Regions from separate parts of the Macaca mulatta genome. Here region 2 is linked to region 1. A link is a contact called in public Hi-C data. All regions are on one chromosome and are shown on one strand. The core of a region is the stretch at or near the end of the contact, and the rest is flanking DNA. Distances in the headings are between cores, read along the strand shown. Region 1 holds the start of TWSG1 (twisted gastrulation BMP signaling modulator 1). Region 2 holds the start of RALBP1 (ralA binding protein 1).

Region 1 (4,328 bases), core at 1,044-3,543:
GGAAGTTGCAGTGAGCCGAGATGACGCCGTTGCACTCCCATCCGGGTGACAGTACAAGACTTCGTCTCAAAAACAAACAACAACAAAATTAATTATTCAAACACTATGCGGTACTTTAACATTTTTTATGTATCATGAATATCTCTAGTTGCAATATTCGTCTGCAACTCTAGTTGTCATAGTGTGATCTGGGGCTGCTAGGGAGGGGTCCTAAGACATTTTCAGGGGGTTGTGAGCTCAAAACTATTTTAATTTTAATTCTAAGGCATTATTTGACTTTTTCTCTCTCATTCTCTCTACTAGAGAGACTACATAATACGAAGTAGAGACTACATAATACATGATACTGCAACAGTTTGAATACAGAAGCAGATATAAAAACAGTGGCTATTAAGTTTGATATTAAAGGCAATAGCAAAAATGTAAAACCACGCTGTTCTTCCTACTGTTTTAAAATATATACTTACTTTTCATAAAATATTTGTTACCATATAATGGGTTTATTTTTAAATGAAATAATGAATATGTAAAAATTGTTTTAATTTTGAAAGTATTAACAGATGTAGCACACATACACAAAACCTCTTTGGCATGCTCCATAATTTTCAAGAGTGTAAAGGGATTCCGAGACCAAAAAGTTTGAGAACCTCTGATCTGCAGTATCATTTTTTAATGGCTGAATTAGTGCATTGATCGGAAGTTTCCTAATTCACTTAACTAGTATGTAATGCCAAGAATAAGAATCTTATCCTTAAATTTGGGTATACCCTTAATCATTTCTCCAGGATAATTTTCAGGGATGATTTTTAAAACCTATATTTATTGTACAAAAGTGGGCTAGTATCAGTAATGCAATCCACCCCTCAGCCAATCAGCTGTTTTCATTCTTTCTGTTTCCTTCCAATCAACAAAGTGGGGTGGTAGGCATTTACGACTTACTAGCTTATATAAGGGTTTGACACTAGGTCATTATTTCCAAGGGAAGGTGCCCCGCGGACGGTCTAGTCTAGTGCGCTCTAACTTAATCACCCTGGCATCTTCTTTAAAAAGCAAATTCTGGCCGGGCACTATGGTTCACACCTGTCATCCCAACGATTTAGGAGACCGTGGTGAGTGGATCGCTTGAACCCCGAAATTTGAAACCAGCTTGGGAAACATAGCGAGACCCCATGTCTACAAAAAAATAAAATATTAGCCGGGCGTGGTGGTGCACGCCTGTAGAGGCTGAGGCGGGAGGATTGCTTGAGCCTGGGAGGTGGAGGCTGCAGCGAGCCCTGATGTCGTCACTGCCCTCCAACCTGGTGAGACCTTGTCTCAAAAGAAATAAAAAAAAAAAAAAAGAAGAAGCAACCCAGAGTTGTGGGAAAGAACTGAGTGTCATTCTCAATGTTTTTAACCTACGTGCTAACCGCGCACCTTCTACCTAGGCTGCGCGACCTCCGCGCCCGGATCCGCGGCGCCCCCTCCTCTCGAGTTCGGATGCAGAGCTCAGCGCCAGCCCGGCAAGTTTTAACGCATTGGTGAACGAAGTTCCGAAAGCTTTATCCTCGGAGATCCGTATTCGGTAGGTCTGAGGCAGATCTAGGAAACTCTCATTTTATACAAATCCTACCTCTGACGGCAAACGACAAGGGTTCACATGCCAGCTCTCCTCGGCGACGCGCTAGGCTACTCAGCGCCCCGCTCGGCTTTGCATCCCTAGAACCCGGCCATGGCCGCTTCCTTACAGGGCGGCTGTGAGGAGTGCTGAGGAATTTTACTACACGGCATATCCTCAGCGTAGTGGCTAGCGCATCACAAGGCTTTAATCGTGAGTCGCTGTTAATCTTAACACTGCAACTGAGGGGCCCGGAGAACGGGCCTGACAGGAGGGTCTGTCGGAACCTGAGGGACTGGGGATCCCGGTGCGGAGAAGCGCGAAGGGACATCGCGCTGGGCAGCCAGGGTGGGTGCGCCTGGGGGCGTGGCCTCCGGGGGACAGCGGGCGGGAGATCGCGGTGGAGGCGTGGCACGAGGGAGGGGCGAAACCGGGGGCGCGGAGGGGGCGGGGCTGTGGGAGGGGCGGGGGAGTGGGCGGGGCCGAGATGGGGGCGTGCGCGCTGACAGGAGCGCCGCGGGAGTGAGAGACGCCTCCTGGCGGGAGCTGGCGGCTGTGGACCCCAGCGAGGGCGGAGGGGAAGAGGGGAGCTGGGGCTGGGAGCCAGGAGCCGGGAGGAGGGCGGCGGGCAGGCCTGTCTCTTTAAGGTGCCCGAGGCTCGCGGGCGCTGCGCGGAGGGGACGGCGGAGGCGCGGCCTGGCCTCTCACTCAAAGCCGCCGCAGCGCGCTCCGGGCTCGGCCGACCCGGCGGAGATCCAGGGGTGGGTGACTTCGCGGGACCGCGGCGCACGGTAAGCGGCAGCGGCTGGGGGATTGTGCAGCCTCTTGGCCGGGAAGGGGCCGGGCGCCGAGCTCCGCCCTCTCGAGGCCCGGGGCCGCGGCGAGCTTCGCGGGGGCCGGGAGAAGCCTGGGCCCGGCTGCGCGGAGGACAGAGGGGGGTGCTGGGCGCGGGCGCACAGGCCGGACGCCTGGAGCCGGCAGCATCTCTGCGCCTCCTCGGTCCAGACCGTCTCTGGGCCGGCCCGCGTCCTCCGCAGCCCGCGTCGGCCGAGCCGGGGTGGGGGTGGTTGCGGGTGCCGGGTCCCCCGCGCCGCCGCCGGCCTCTGCCTCGCGGGGCGTCCGGCGCCTTCGGGGCCCTGGCACCGCTCCACAGAGGCTCTGCTCTGCCCTGGTTGCTGTCAGTGCCATCTCCCTTAACGAGAAACTGGGCGTGATGTATGCGAAACAATTTTGATACGTGATGGTTTCTGACTCCTTAGGAAAAGATAAGTCCTTTAATTCTGTTACCTGATTTGGACATGGCCGTAGTTACTTGAATACTTTTTCCAGTGAAATCTGGGGAGTAAGATGAATTTGTGGAACATTTCATAAGACAACAGTAAAAGTTGGGGGAGGGAGAAAATCCCAGTTTTCGTGGTTGTAGGATGAAAACTAGTTCCACGACAATTAGTTTCCAAATAACCTTATTTGGCCCCTGCGTATATGTACTGGTTGCTCCAGAAATCATCCTATTTGGTATGCGGCGTTAAATACATTAGGAAATTAGGTTACTAACGGTCTTTAGGGAATGCTTTGTGAGCCTCAGTAATGATCACCAGGGCTTTCTCTTTCAAAATTGACTCATACCAGGCCCAAAGCCCTTTATTCTTTTCACTCTTTTATTGTTTTTCCTTTAATGTACTTTGTAACACTTAGAATAAAAGTTTAGAGTAATCATAAATGCCCCCATAAACTCACTATTTATCCCTCTTATGTCAGTAGTCATTTATTTTAATTTATTATGTTTGATAGGGAGGTGTTTTAACCTGAAGAAATTATATCTTCCCGTATTTAAAGTTTAATAACTATGTATACTGTTTGGCTCCTGTCAAACTGTATTTGTGCTAGTCTTTTTTCCTTCTTCTTTTTGAACTATAGTATCTTCTTAGTAACTCTGAAGAATGCATGATACTAATAGAATTAAAAGAATATCTTGGCCGGCGGCTGTGGCTCACCCCTGTAGTCCCAGCACTTTGGGAGGCCGAGGCGGGTGGATCACCTGAGGTCAGGAGTTTGAGACCAGCCTGGCCAATATGGTGAAACCCCGTCTCTACTAAAAATACAAAAATTAGCTGCGCGTGGTAATAGGCGCCTGTGATCCCAGCTACTCAGGAGGCTGAGACAGGAGAATCGCATGAACCTGGGAGGCGGAGGTTGCAGTGAGCAGAGATTGCGCTACTGCACTCCAGCATGGGCAACGGAGAGAGACTCCGTCTCAGAAGACAAAAACAAAAAAAGAATATCTTCACAGTCTAATAATTACCCAGACTTCTTAATGCAATTAATAATTTACACTGCCTTTTGTTATTTGCTCAATTATTTAAGAAGTGACTCTGTGGACTACTTCTTGCTTTGAGCTGCTCTATTCTGTCTAAACCCTAGAATAATTTCCATTTAAAATTTTGTTTTGATTCTAAGAATGAAAATTAAATATCTTAAAATTATAATACAATATTAATAGTTTTATATGGTCTTAAAGTTGAATAATGGAGCTAAAACTAAAGTTGAATAGTAGCAGTGCAGTATTGAAACTAGCTATTTGCCTGATGTATTCTCAGGTTACTGAGGGTTTAGATATACTCACTCTACTTTCATAGTCACCATTTCTGGATAGTCTGAGGAACTGTAGTGTTCTAGGTCCTCGAAGATTGCTATGAAGCCATTATTATATAAAATTACTGTTTATTTTTAA
Region 2 (4,328 bases), core at 1,157-3,656, 130 kb after region 1:
GAGAGTCAATGATTTGGCAGTGGTTGCACTCAAACACCTTGATTTGGGAGTCTTCTTCCCTCTGCTAATGGATCTGTGTGTGGATTAGGGAATACATTCACAGTTGCCACCAGTTCTCAAGTCTCCCTTTGCTTTTACTTTTCAACAGGTCTCTTGGGTCAACCCCAGGCAGATGCATAGTTTCCCAATCAGTCAGAGATGTGTGGAGATGTAATTAACAAATAGAGTAGTTCTGTGGGGAAGTAGACTCTATAAAAAAGAATGTTATTTCCAGAGTTAAAAAGTACAGGCTGGAGTGCAGTGGTATAACCATAATTCTTCAATGACTCTTATTTCTAAAATCTCCCTGTTAGATTTTTGAGTGGCTTGCCATTTGCCCCACCTGGGACTGTAACCTCAGGTAAGCACAGCTGTGGGTTTGCCCTGTTCATTTCCATATGAGTTTGTCACTTTTAGTTGGCAAAGCCTTGGGTTTTTGACCACCCACCACAAATTAAGTCTATCCCTTGGGCAACAAAGCTGCTAGTTTTCTTGGCTGTTCCTACCCACACTGGCAAAACTGCAGTTCTGGTGCAACAGGGTGGGAGAGAAGCAGCCTCAGGTCAGAAGGCCACAGATATCCACTGTTCCTGCTAGAAGTTCTAGCTGTTTTTGAAGCACAGATGTTTCTCAAATTGTTTTCTGTATTTGTTTGATTTCCAGTGCTCTGAAATGGTTGTTTTTGCCAATTTATCCAGTTTTATACTGGTTTTGTGTGCAGAGAATTGCTGACTATGCCACACAGCCATAGCTGAAAGTCCCTTGCAAAGTTTTTTTACGTAGGAACCTGTATTAGTTAGGACCTTTCAGTGTCATATAAAAGAAATCCAACTGAATTAGTTAGGACTTTTAGAATTTTAATATGAACTGGCTTAAACAATACAGGAAATTTGTGGTTCACAATTCTGGATAGTCTGTAAGATGGCCTTGCTCACAATCCCGAATAGTCTATAGGATAGTCCATAGAATCAAACAGGTGAGGTTTGACACTGCAGCTCAAACCATGCCACCAAACACAAGGTTCTTCTCCATCTTTCCCGCGTTCATTTGACAGTACTGACTTCAACCCTAGGCTCTACATGTTGCCCTCCCTCTAAACTCTCATCCTTCTAGGGTTTCCCCTTATAGGAGGAAAACGGTTGCCACATTTCCAGGCGTCATATACTTACACCATGCTAGATAAGCAAGGAAGCTACCGTTTACTGGAAGTTCCAGCCCAAGTCTTTGTGGGTTCATTGTTTCTGACTGGGCTTGTGACCATCTCTGCTGCTAGAGGGAATGGTTACGTTGCCTGGCTTAAATGGGAGGAATAAATACTCAGGTGGCAGCCAACAAATATATTCTATATCCACACACATTGGCTCCAAATAATAAATCAATCAATCAGTGGGCCCACTTACTTAGGCTCACGTGCTCACAGCACTTAAAAAGCTGCACAAACCATGCCTCCAAATGAAACCACGGTCTACATTCTGCCAGCTCTTTCTCCCTTTCCATTTCCCCTTTCTTCTCTTTCCCACCCTCACGTTTGGCTAGGCCACTCGGTTGCAAGAAACACGTCCATCAGCAATTGCCTCAGTAGAAAACTCCCTCTGCTCCCCTCTTGCGTCCATATAGCAATTTCAGGCAAGGCCTCCATAAGGCCCAGCGTGGATCAATGCCTGTCCCTTGGCCGAATCAGTGCTGTCACAGGCAAAGAATTGTCACTGCCATGCTCACCTGCCCAACCCACTGGTCAGAGAAGACTGTTGTATTGCGAAAGGGGCCATGAGAAGGCTTTTCCGAAAGTCAAAGACCAATGGCTATGTCAGACCATGCCGTATCCACTTGTGGGAGGCCCCTAAATGAATGTAAGGCCCCAGGGGTTGAACTTTACTGGGTAGGAAGCGCAGAGTACTAGAGACAGATTTACCGCCCGCTTTGAGGAAAGCTGATGTGGGAGCAGAGAGCAAGATGGACAGCAGCTGCCAATCTAAATAGGCAACGAAGAGCCACAGAGAGTGCTGCACGTAGGAATGCCAGGGACAGGGAAGGGTCGTCTATTCCAAGTCCCACCTCTCCCCTAATAAACTGCCACATTTCAGAAAACACGAAGACTGCTGAAACCCTGTTTCCAGCCTTCGCTATGCATTAGCAGAGCAACTCAACAAGCCTGGGTGAAAGGCTTCTCGAAGAAATTCAGTTATCTCTACTGCCAGCCAAACACGGGCTGGGCTGCTCGGTAACTGCTGAGCCGGGGGCGCGCTGGAGCCCCGCAGAAGCCCACACCCGCTTCAGGAATTCCGTGGATGTTCCCGACAGAGGTTTATTCCCGCCTCTCCCTACAGGCCTACGGCGCTCCTTCCTCCAACCCCACACCCAGTCGAAGGCGGGGCAGCAGCCCCACCCAGGGGCAGGCCGGGCGGCCCCCAGGCCGGTTTAACTGGTTGGAACGACGAAAGCACGCTGGCGCAAGGAAAGTTCTCAACTTCGGGAGCTGAGGCGCAGGCTGGCCAGAGCGTGGAGAGGGAAGCTCTCTCCATCCTCTGGGCCGTTGCAGGACATGCCCACGAGACACCTTTGCCAGCACCACACCGGGGTAAGTGTCCGTCCCCGCATCCCGCAAGGCCAGCGACTGCGCAGGCGCCTGCAGAGCACTGGCGCTCGGCGCGTTCTCTCGCCTTCTTCTTTAGTCTCCTCAGCGAGCCTGGGGACGAAGGAGGCGCGGTGCCTCCTGGGTGTTGTAGTTTGCTTCCTTGGCAAAAGGCCTTCTGGCTAGTTGGATGCCGGGGCCTCGGGAACTACGCCTCCCAGCGCGACCCGCGCGAGAGCACAGGGCGCCTGCCCTTGACGGCTTCAGCCGTCTGAGCGGAGAGGAGGATCCGGGAAGCCGGCTGCGGCGGGAGGAGGGAATGCGCGTGCGCGCTGGACCGGCTCGTCCTGTTCCGTCCCAATCATTGTAAACAGGCGGAGGCTGGGCGGGGTGGGAATGGGGCGCCCGAGGCCGGCCTGGGGCGCAGCGCAGGAGGCGGCTCCGGTGGCTGCGGCGGCAGAGTGAGCGCGAGGAGGCGGAGGCTGCGGCGGGGCGGGCGGTCGCGCGGCGGCAGGCACAGGTCAGTCCCAGGGAGCGGTCGCGTGCGAGGGTCGCGGCGATGCCCCTGGAGTGCCCGAGGAGCCCTCTCCCGCGCCGGCCTCGCGCCTGCGTCTGTCAGGCAGCGTGTGGGGCTCGGTGCTCGCAGCCCTCGGGTTTGAAGTTGGGGGCGGGGGGCGTGGCTGCCCCCTCGTCGGTTTCTCCCGGGAAACCTTCGCCCCAGTTTTCGCCCCCCTGGCCGTGCGTCCCTCCCACTGGCCGACGGGCCTCCCTTCGTGGCGTCCGCGTTTGTGGTGCTCTCGGGGGCCAGGCGTGGAGAGTTAGGAGTCCCCAGGCCTCGGGGAAGCTCTTGGGGGGCGCCTGGACAGAGGTGAGGGGATCCAGCCCTCACGGTTGGATCGTGCCCGGCATAGTAGCCAGGCTCCGGGGCTTACCCAGGGGACCAGGACAGGCTCCTGGTGTCGCCCGCCGCTGGCACTGAGCAGTGGGCGCCTTTGGTGCTGCGGTCCTTCCTTCAGGTTTCCGTGGGAATGGACGGACAGATCTGGATGGAGTTGAGATTTCTTTTCACAACTCATGTTCAACTATGTGTGTTGCCAAAATGCTCTTAATTGAGGTCAGTTTTCTCCCTCTTTTTAAAAACCTGATCGTTGTGAGAGTGAAACAGGTTTTACGGAATATTTCACACCTGCGTCTTCCCTGAAGTAATTCTGCTGCTTCAACTTTTGGGATTCAGTATTACAAAGCCTTCCTCTTGAGCAAGGCCTAGTACAGTTCTTCAAGGTCCCTAGCATGTTAGTTCGAGGTGTTTTGAACGTGCATGTACAGGAAGTGCAGCCGTTTGGCCGTTGAGTTAGTGCACCATCCAGCCTTGTTAGAAAAGCTTTCGCTGAATTTTTTATTTAGTGGAGTGGTCGTGTCCTAAGGCTGCAGTACTTTGGGGAGTATTCCATCATACTTGGCAGTTATTCACGAAATACTGAATATGTGATAAGGTTTGTTTTGGTGCTCGGCACTTCTAAATGAATAAGTGGGACTGTGAGTAAGAAAGATCACCTCACTTTCTGTTTTTAGAGTTATTTTGGTGATTTGATAACTCCTTTCTGTCTTTGTGAAGGTAATTACTGTTAAGCTGGAGTGGCAGTAGTAGGGGTAGGAAGGTCAGTAGAGTGGTTCCCACTTCTCATTCAAAGTATCTGGTGGATCCAAGTGGAGTAGA

Evidence for each region. A called contact is a pair of places that touch in the nucleus more often than the background predicts.
Region 2: a Hi-C map of fetal cortex germinal zone shows a contact between it and region 1, with 2.2 times the contacts expected there. The contact joins the promoter of RALBP1 here to the promoter of TWSG1 in region 1. A contact is called at or near these places in 2 of 14 Hi-C or Micro-C datasets (fetal cortex germinal zone and fetal cortical plate).

The regions. Positions count from the first base shown.
Region 1 is chr18:80,307,851-80,312,178 of T2T-MMU8v2.0, forward strand. It overlaps TWSG1 (twisted gastrulation BMP signaling modulator 1), which reads left to right and starts at 2,294. Exons shown (of 5, transcript NM_001257525.1): 1 at 2,294-2,388.
Region 2 is chr18:80,440,025-80,444,352 of T2T-MMU8v2.0, forward strand. RALBP1 (ralA binding protein 1) reads left to right here and starts at 2,407. Exons shown (of 10, transcript XM_028837979.2): 1 at 2,407-2,617.